2 separate regions of the Rattus norvegicus genome follow, and region 2 is linked to region 1. A link is a contact called in public Hi-C data. All regions are on one chromosome and are shown on one strand. Each heading gives the region's core, a stretch centred on a gene start, on an enhancer-like site or on the middle of the called end of the contact. The rest is flanking DNA. Distances are from core to core; before and after follow the strand shown.

Region 1 (5,178 bases), core at 856-3,355:
AGCAAACATGAGAGCACTTAAGTTTTGTTCCTGCTTGCTAGCTTTCTCAGGAACAAAGCAAGGTATTATATTCTGGGTACACCATGAGAGGGTTATGAAGATAGGTCAGAGGTTATGGGGATTCATCAATGCTCAAAGGAAAAGGTACAAATAAATGTAGGAGAAGGTTATTTCTGCCAATTCTTCTGTTCTTAAGGATTCACTCAAAGGAGGAGAGCTGTAAGGAGTGGTTGACGCCTGTAATTCCATGCTCGGGAGGCTGAGACCAGAGGCTGCCAGAAGTTTAGGGCTAGCTTGGATTATACAGTGAGTTTCATGTCAGTCCCTGCAATGTTGCTTGCCCCAACCCTTCCCCATTTACTCGGCCTGCAATCCTCCTGTCCTCTGGCTCGAATCTTCCCTCCCAGCCTCTCCTAGAGCCAACATCACCTGCCACTGTCTATAAGAAGAGACAGCGAGGACATCAGAAAAGGGGTGCTTAGCTGTCCCAGTGGCTCCTTGACCCACAGGTACCAGTCAGCTCTGTGACTCTAGTCCAGCTCTCTCCAGAGGACAAGCAGGCTGCCACCAGGGGGCACAACACACCACAGAAAAGCTCATCTCTTTGCAGCAATCTTGCTCTACCAGAAGAAAAGATCAGCATCCATGCTGGGCTTCAGGGCAGCTAAGAGGGTGACATGGCAGGTCTAGTCCCCAGCAGCTGACACTGTCTCTAAGTACTGGCCATAGCTCACCTGCACCCCATCTTTCTCAGCTAGAACCTGAACTGGTAAGGCTCCTAGAAGCCCCGAGAATCAGGCGGGATAGGCAGGACAGTGATGGGAAAGAGAATGACATGCACAGGTGTAGCTCTGCCATCGCTCTGCTCTGAGAGCCTAAGGGATCTGAGAGACTCTGGGCTAGGTGACAGAATGCAGACCAAACCGTGCATCAGTTAGAGCACTCTGGGGCATGATAATCAGCAAAATCAGGAACAAATATGTCTTAAAGGGAAATAAGGACTTGTTTTATGTGGTTTAGGGTACTGGCTGGCAAACTCTAGTCCATGGGCCAAAGCTGGAGGGTGACAACTGTGGAAAACACTGGGACACAGCTATCCCACTGCAGTAGAGTAGGTAGTGCTGGGGACAGTACAGACCTTTACACGATGCTTGCCACTCTCAGTTTACAGGTTTATTAAGAAAAGTCTTGGGAGCTGGAGGGATGGCTCGGAGGTTAGGAACACTGACTGCTCTTCCCGAGGTCCTGAGTTCAAATCCCAGCAACCACATGGTGGCTCACAACCATTTGTAATGAGATCTGATGCCCTCTTCTGGTGTGTCTGAAGACAGTGACAGTGTACTTATATATAATAAATAAATAAATCTTAAAAAAAAAAAAAAAGACAAGTCTTGGGCTAGAGAGATGGCTCAGTGGTTAAAAGCACTGACTGATTTTCCAGAAGATTCAGGTTTGGTTCCCAGCACTCACATGGAGGTTCACAACTGACTAGAAGCCCAATTCCAGGGGATCTGACGCCCTTTTTTCTGGGTTCTATATGCACCAGACACATATGTGGTAAACAGACAAATATTAGATAAAACACGCATGCATGTAAAATAGTAAAGTTTTTATTAAAAACAAAGACAAGGTCTTGCTATGAAACCTATGAACTGGCAAATGAGTGGTAACCCTTCCTAATCAACACCCCCTTATCTACCAGCCACACACGGAGACAGGTAAGAGGTGCAATTCCATGCATAGCAGCACAGCCACAGCCACAGCAGTCTCAGTGACATGTCTTATCAATAACCTGAGAACCACAGATCCCAACTGCAGGCCATAGGAAGAGGTAACACACCCACAGAGAGATTCATAAAGTGGCCTTTGTCCTCACATATACAGGATGGAGGAGCTGGTGGAGATGGGGGTGGGGTGGGGTTAAGACAGCACATCTTACTTTGAAACGTGATCCTTTCCGCTGGCCTTTGTCCAGTTTTGGCTTTTCCACATAAAGAGGGTTTCTGAGCAAAGTCTGTGCTTTGGGTTCAAACTGTACTGACCAATCCCACACGGTGAGCAGCGTCAAAGGCTTGCTTTGTGCATCCAGGCTCTCCCTGCCCTGCCAGAACAAGCATAGTGACGTCAGCACAGCTTCCAGGGACGGCTGGGAAGCAAACACTCATTCTCAGAAAAGACAGGCTTCAGGGAGAAGGCTCAGCCAGGGTTGACAACGAACGCTTGTGTAGGCACTGTGTTTCTCAAGGTAGATGCCCTTGGCAGGGAGGATGGTGGAAGGCCCATATTCCCAGTGGTCTATGTCAGCTCTGAGGCTGGGTTCCTTCCCAACCTTGTGAGTTAACCCCTACTTCCCATGTTTGACATATTTGACATCTGAGGAAACCAAGGCTAAGAGAACACAAGTGAACTGCCTGAGGGTATGAAGCTGGCAGGTTGCAAGGCTGTCACGGAACCCAGGGCTATCTAAGATGCCAGCTTCCACTGTTCCTGCTTCCTCCTCGGACTTGGCAATCTAGCAACTCGAAGTCCGTCACAAAGCAGGAGAGGGCTAGATGAAGGCACAGAGATGAACAGATACCTAGAGTACATAAGGCAATGAACAGAGGACATCTGCTCTACCTTCAAAAAGAGTAACTTTTAATTTGGCTTAATTCCCAAACTCCAAAATTTCCTTTTATCTTAATACTTACAATATATATTCTTGGGCTAGATATTTATTGTGCTTCAAGCTTCATGTATGTATGTATGTATGTATATACATATACATATACATAATGTATATATGTATATATGTATGTATATATGTGTGTATGTATATATATATTTATATATTCTTATGTATATTAAATATTTTCCTAGGAGGAATAGCTGGGATACCTTGAATACTTATGACTTTTAGAGTCACGGTTAATTAAGCATGGAGTCTGTGAGATGCAGCTTCTTTGGCACAGGGGTCTTTAAGAGGGACTCTTACCATGTTAGTATCTTTTTGATGAGGTGAATTGAAGAAGAAGGTGCTAAAAATAGGTATATACAGGCTATCTGACAGAACAGTCAGGTATGTCTCTGTGAACTCAAATGCCGGGGGATGCTGGTGCACCAGTTGCCAGACACAGTCCAAGAAAAGCAGGAACACAGGGACCTATGTGGAAACAAGACACACTACTTAGCAAGCCTACGTCCAGCAAGGCCTGTCCTGAGCTCAGCAGACAGCCATCAGGAGCTTCTCAACCCTGTCTCTCTGACAGATAGACAACCTATTCCACGTGATGAACATTCTCAGGGAGACTATCTCCCTTGGTTAGCATCAGCATCTCAAGTACCACTGTGCCAGAGGTAAGTACCTAATAATGCATAACGTATCTGCACTAACACACAAGAGGCTGCAATTAGCTTTGGTGATAGAGAACACTAATTCTGAACTCCAATTAAGTGAACTACTTTTTTGTTGTTGTTGGGTTTTATTTTTGTTTTGTTTTTTTCAAGACAGAGTTTCTCTGTATAGTCCTGGCTGTGCTGGAACTTGCTCTATAGACCAGGCTGGCCTCAAACTCAGAGATCTGCCTGTCTCTGCCTCCTGAGTGCTAGTAATAAAGCCATGTACCACCACTGCCCAGCTAGTGAATTCTATCCTTCTTCAGAGAATTCAACTGCAAAACGAGGACATCATAATGACTATCACTTTACACTTTGTCAAGAAAAACAGTGTATGGGGGCATTCCTGACCTCCTCTCCCCCACCCCATGTTAACAGGTGGGGATGGTGCTGGAGACTCAGCAGGAGAATGTTCCCCTCTTTACCAATCAGAGAGGGTCTTGCAGGCAAAGGCAAAAGCTGCATAATGGGTTCCTACCCTACGTTCAAATGTGTTTTGTTAACTGGGTCCTCTTTTGACCCTGTTTCTCAGTTGTACTGCACTTATGATCCACCAGTGATTCTGTAACAAGGTAAGGCAAGAATGTGACAGTGTCTACCTTCTGTAAGAGTAGAGAGATGCAGGCCTCACACAGAACTGGTAAAAAGGTGGTAAGAATTATTGGATAAAAGGCCAGCTCTGCATCAGTAATATCACAAATCACAGCAGCCAGTTCTCCTTCAGAACTCCAGCATGTTGGTTCTTAACAGGCTTCATACTACACATTATGGAAAATACCATTAAGGCATTACGTATCCCAGGTTGGTCTCAAACTCATCACGTAGCTAAGGATGAACGTCAAGTTTAATCCTTTTGTGTCCATCTCCCAGGCTCTGGGATTAGAGGCATATATGTATGAGCTAAATATATGAACATCAAGTATACAAACCTCACTGTATAGTAAGGGCAAGGGATCTTAAGTGTCAGCAACCCTAAAGGGGGTGAGCACAGGCCTTCTTTTGGCTTCTTTCCCAACAAGATACAGATCCTGTCAGTCTCCCTTTGATAAGACATGCAAAAAAATCACATCTTTCCAAACAGTATCACCTCCTCTTTGCCTATCAAAGTATGTGTATCTTATTAGCCTTTCAAATTACTTCTTCCAAGTCCCTCTCAGACTAAGAAATGGTGGTTTCTCTTAAGTTTGATAGCATACAGAAGAGCATAGGTCTGGCCTGAAAGAAACTGAGTGACACAGTAACACAGGCCCAAGTATCCCCAGGAACCTGTCAAGCCCGGAAGAACAGGAGCCAAGGTGCTCTAGTCACACAGCACGCTAAGCCAGGCTGTTCTGCATCACAGACAAACATGCTGATTAGTTATCGAGAAAAGAGAAGCCACAATTCACACTAGTAGCATGTGTTTGTTCACTCTAAAGATGACTTAATCAGGTAAGGCTAGGTCCAATTTTCCTTTCACTAGAACCAAGGAATTTGTGTTGCTGTTGCCTAAAAAAAGGACACTACAATCCAGAGGCAAACTGCTTGTTAACTCAGGCAGGGATGTGGCTCTGGAGACATAAAACTGGTTGTGTTAGTATATGGCTCTAATCCCCATGCTTGGGAGATGGACACAAGGATTGAACTTCACCGTCATCCTTGGCTTCATAATGAGTTTGAGACCAGACTGGGATATGTAACACCTTGTCTAAAATAAAATAAAAAACACAAAACAATTCTCTGACAGAGAGGCTGAGCCAGTCGAGCCAGTCATGCAAAGGGAAGCAACCTAGGGTGAGTGGTGGTGCGTTCACAGAATCCCAG
Region 2 (5,240 bases), core at 2,114-4,613, 60 kb before region 1:
CACTAGAAAAAAACAGGAAGAAAACTAAAAAAGAAAACCCAGACAAACAAAACAACAACAAAAACATTCAAGAACTCAGTACACACAAGAAGGCTGCTCTGAAAAGGTCTCCAGAATGCCCTTTCAGTCTACTACTCTTTTTCCTGACTGGATAAAACTGTAACACACACACACACACACACACACACACACACACACACAAACACTAGGAGATACTTCAAGAAGCCATCTGGAAGCTGTCAGTAACCCTAGTATTTGAAAGAGAGAGACAGGAGGATCCAGAGAGGATTCACTGCCTGGCCTTCATTAGACCCTATCTAAAAAAAAACAAAAACAACAAAAAAAAAACAAACAAACAAAAAAAAAAAACAAGAAACAAATAAGCAATCCTATTAGGCAGTGGTGGCACATGTCATTTAGTCCCAGCACTTTGTAGGCAGAAGCAGAAGGACCTCTGTGAATTCAAGGCCAGCCTGGTCTACAGAGTTCCAGAACAGCCAGGACTACATGGAGAAGCCCTGAGATTCAAAAATAAATAAGTAAATGGATGAAGGAGGGAGGGAGGGAGGGAGGGAGGGAGGGAGGGAGCGAGCCCAGGCTGGCCTCTTTCTATGTGGGCGAAGATGACCCTGAACTTCTGATATTCTTGCCTTCCAAGTGGAATTATAGGCATGAGCTTCCAAATCCAGTTTGTGCAGGGAAGGGTATCAAATTCAGAACTCCGTCCAAAGCTCTCTATCAACTGAGCTAGATTCCCAGCCCTACAACTTTAGTTCATAACATATTTAACAAACAGGCTTAAGTGACTAGGGAAACAGAGGCAGGAAACCAAGACTTCATCTTAAAAAAAAAAAAAAAAAAAGACAAGGGGGAACTTCCCTCAAAAAGTAGATGATACGTTTATAGAACTGGTCACTAGGGCTGGAGAGATGGCTCAGAGGTTCAGAGCACTGACGGCTCCTGAGTTCAATTCCCAGCAACCACATGGTGGCTCACAACCATCTGTAATGAGATCTGGTGCCCTCTTCTGGTGTGTCTGAAGACAGTGACAGTGTACTTACACATAATAAATAAATAAATCTTTAAAAAAAAAAAAAAGAACAGAACTGGTCACTAGTATATAAGACACTTAATGAAAGAAGAATTACATACAAGAGAATTCTAAAACCAAGATGACAATGCAAACCCCACCCCCGCCACACCACCACTTCTTGGTCATGCCTACATTTTTTAAAAATCAATGCCCACCTCACCCCCAAACCTTGGCCAGGACTTATGAAGTATACTTATTATTTATACAAAATAACCCCAACAGATGGTTCCAGTTACCTGGCATCAAAGAACCTCAACTCTTTGAAAAATACTAGATAAATGTTGTAGCATTAAATTTCAAAAAAAATCTTCAGATTATTTTCATGGGAACCAATCACAGGAAAGTAACTGCTGACAGCTTTATTTTAGAAAGTTAGAGTAAGGACTCTAAAATAAAAGGTACTTACTTTCTCACCAGTTTCTCAATGCGACAATACCAAAACCAATTTTTTGTTCCATTGTAGCTTTACCGAGTTCTATTGCACAGAACCAAAATGCTGACCCAGGAATGTAGCCTTCACTTAGCTTTTCTTGTATTTTGTAAAAATGTCTCATAATCTGTTTTGTTCCAAAGTGGGGAGGGAGGGAAAGATAAATGTCTATTACAAGAAATCTGCTTTCTAAATCTAATACTTCCTAAAGTTGCATTACCATGGCACTAACATCTAGCTTTTCACCCCAAAACAAAAAATGAAACACACATACCACTTACTTTCCTCATTATAACTGTAATTAAACAGGTACTGTGCCCCTTTTACAGTCAGAGGGCCATTCAGCGTTTTCAAGCTGAATGGTATTAAGGCATAAAGAAGCACTTCCCCGTGTAGTATCTAATATCCGGGAATCACGAACAGTCCCTGGAAAAACTCATCTTTCTACCGCTGCTCAGTCTGAGGAACTAGAAAACTGTTTTACAGGGATGAATTGGGTTTTCGGCTTGTTTGTTTGTTTGCCCTCTTTCCTGAATTCTGAAAACATTTAAAAACAAGATCTAATACCTTTCTGTCTGACTCATAAAATGTGTTGTCTAGAGTTTTACCACACTGAAACAAAACAAACTTCCGGGCCAACTCATCGTACGCGATTTATGAAACATCCAAACCTGCAAGTCTGTCTTTAAAAATAATCACCTTTATAGATGATTATAGATTATAGATATTAAAGAGACGGTCACTAGCATATTTTCAACTTCTATGTGTAAAATTCCTAAATATTTGGGGTGCAAGGGACCTTTCCAAACGTCAGAATACAACTTAAGCCTAAATCTTTGCAGCCTTTCATCAAAGCTCAAACTTGGTATTTTTTTCCCAGCACTTCACAAGCCCTCCCTTAAAATGGCAAAACTGAGACAACAGATCTACTAACAGTAATACTAACTCTTCGCTCACTCAAACCAAGTTCATCTAAAAAGTTACTTCCAGGGTTTTACGACAACTTGGTATTGACTTTTTAAAACAATGCTCAGTAAAATAACTTTGCTAATTCTTAACAGCATGCCGCAACTCAAGTTTTACATAAAAAAGAGGCCGAAAGCAAGTAGACCGGTGAACCTCTCCCAGGTCTTACAAGCTGCAAAAACTCAACACTTGAGAGCAGCGGTAGCCCCAGGTCTTTGGATCTCAACAGTCTCGGGTTGGAACTGCAATCATTTGCGGCAGAAAGCGAAAAAGAAAAGCAAAGATTGCCAAGACTTAGGAACTAAGAGTGCTTGTGAACAGAGGAAGGAAAAACCCCAAGCACTCGGTACTGGAGTGGATCTGGAACACACAGGGCCCCGCCGGAGAGGGGCTGACTCCCACATTCCTTGGGACAAGTAGGGCGATCAGGGTCGCGGGGCTCCGCAACCAGGGACAGGTGAGGCCTCGGCCGGCGCCCACCTGGAGCCACCTGGGTCCTGCGCCCCCGCCGCCACCCCGCCCGGCCCGTCGCGCCCGCACCTCTCGGTCCTTGAGGCCCAGCAGGAGCACCTCCTCCATCAGGGTCAGCCGCGTTTCCTTGGAGTCGCCCTTGTCGTCGTCGTCCTGCTCGTCGCGGCGGCTTTGCGCCTCATCCTCGCCGCTGCCGCCGCCGCCGCCCGCCGCCCGCTCCTTGTCGGCAGCGTTCCGCGAGGCCTCGGTGCGCCGCTGCACCAGGCCCGAGCTCCGCTGGGTCAGCGAGGTCATGGCTCCAGCCGAAGAGCCGCGCCAGACCGACAGGGACGCGGGACCGGCCGGCTCTCCCTCACGGTCCCGGCCCCAGGAGCTTCCGTGTTAATTCTCGGAGCTGGGGCGATGTCCGTGGGCTGCGGGTCCGAAGGCAGTCATGAGGAGCCGGGTCTGAGCGAAGCGGGCGCGCCAGGCGTCGATGGGATACACAAGGGAGCCTTCAGCCCGCGGCTGTGGCCCCACACAGCCCAGGAGCCCGAGCGGAGGCGGCGGCGGTGGCACTTCCCAATATGGCGGCGCGCGTTGACGTCACCGGAGGATGTGGCAGCGCCAGCGCGGGGCGGGGCCGGGGTACCGGAAGCGGCGCGAGCGAGGGGAGTGGCTAGCCGCCTCCGGCCCCAGCGGACACTTGAGCTCTTGAGCAAGCCAAACCCTGGGTCTAGAAAAGTGTGGTTGGGATCGGTGGCCTCCGGCTTTCATCCGCCTCACAGTTCATGCTCATGGTTCAGCCTGGCGCCAGCGACCAGCAAGATCTCTCCTGGATCCCAGAAGCCTTGACCAGGCGAGGGCGGACCCCACTGAGCCCTTAGCATCCCCGGGGATCAGTCCTCCGAGGCGCTGAGCCAATGTGGCCCCGGGTCCCCACTACCTACAGGAAGGGCTTGGCTCTCCGCCTGAGGAACTTAACTCTCGGGCTTCAAAAGGTGTTCATGTACTGTGCTCTGGCGTAGAGAGGTTAAACAAATTGACGAACTGCGTTTGTAAAAGTTTGTATTCCCTACCTCTGACGGCGGTTGTAAAGTAGCCTCGGCGAACTGTACAGCTGACCTTAAGATCCTTTTATGGCGACAGTAAACCTCTTGAGTTTCATGCCACGTCTTTGTAGCCCTAAATCTATTTCGATGTAATTACTAGGTTAAATCCTCTTGGCTTGCTTGGCAGTTTGTGCAAATCAAGTTAAAGGAAAAGCTGCCAAACCCGAGAGGGGTTTGGAGAAGAAGAAGGGCGGGACTTGTGAGAAAACATTATCCAAAAACGGTATCGTAGATCCATCCAGTATTATTTAAAATAAACAGTAACCTTAGGCAGTGAGTAAAACAGGTTTAGACAGACTCCCCCGCCCCACCCCCCATAAATACGTTGTCTCAACTCCTAGGTGGACAATAAGTCCCAGTAGGTCCTCCCACCCTCAACCCTTTTTCCTGCAAAAGCATTTTGTCCTCAGCCAGTTTCTTCCAATAACGTCACCTTTTTGTTCCTTCACCTTTCAGGTCATTCTTTGCCAACTGGCTTTAAATGTTCTTTGTAAATTAACTGGTTATTTAACTCATAAGGTTAAATCCAAAAAGTACAAAGCTGTGTATACAGGCTGTGCCTGTTGAGCCAGTTGCTCCTCTCCCGATGGAGATTTTTAAATGGGGTAAAATGTGAAGCTTCGTTGCCGAGGTGGTCAGTGGGTATAGTGCTTGAGGACAAATTAGAAACTGGCATCCGGGAGGCAGAGTCGGATTCCTGGAAGCTGCCTTGCCAGTGAGCCTAGCCAAATGGGCAAGCGCCTAGGCCCCAGTAAGAAACCTTGCCTCAGAAACTGTGAGGGCCCAGTGAAGGGCTCAGTGAGTAAACTGCTTGCTGCGCTCTCGTGAGGAGCAAAGTTCAAATCCCAGAGTTCATGGGCACAAGTACATTTCTATAATAGCAGCCCTAGGGAGCTAAGAAAGACAGATCTTGGAAGCTTGTGAAACAGTTAAAGAGGATACCCGAGGCCAATCTCTGGCCTCTCCAAGTTCATGCACAGGTAAGAGCAACACACATATAACACTAGATAGATTCGATAGATAGATAGATAGACAGACAGGTAGGTAGGTAGCTAGATGCCAGCACAGCACCAGCACCACCCAGCCACAGTTGTTTTAAATGTGAATCCCAATCACCTTCATCTTGAATGTGACTTAAACTTCAAGCGGTAGATCTCTTGATTCCCACTCTCCACCCTACCCCAGCCCC

What was found. A called contact is a pair of places that touch in the nucleus more often than the background predicts.
Region 2: a contact with region 1 is called in a Hi-C map of Schwann cells, with 4 times the contacts expected there. The contact joins the promoter of Golph3 here to the enhancer-like site in region 1. A contact is called at or near these places in 5 of 12 Hi-C or Micro-C datasets (the A7r5 cell line, the Rat2 cell line, Schwann cells and 2 more) and 1 of 1 datasets of contacts at active chromatin or transcription factors (oligodendrocytes).

The regions. Positions count from the first base shown.
Region 1 is chr2:63,011,563-63,016,740 of GRCr8, reverse strand. It overlaps Mtmr12 (myotubularin related protein 12), which reads right to left. Exons shown (of 16, transcript NM_001415035.1): 14 at 2,975-3,142; 15 at 1,940-2,101. Among named protein-coding and RNA genes, the nearest start is that of Golph3, 61 kb to the left of the region's middle. Within about 2 kb of position 2,105, at least 40 of the 93 cell types and tissues checked have an H3K27ac peak or open chromatin away from gene starts, as enhancers often do. A contact at or near this core is called in Schwann cells, where this site is marked.
Region 2 is chr2:63,073,200-63,078,439 of GRCr8, reverse strand. It overlaps Golph3 (golgi phosphoprotein 3), which reads right to left and starts at 3,363. Exons shown (of 4, transcript NM_023977.2): 1 at 3,030-3,363. The coding sequence starts at 3,254.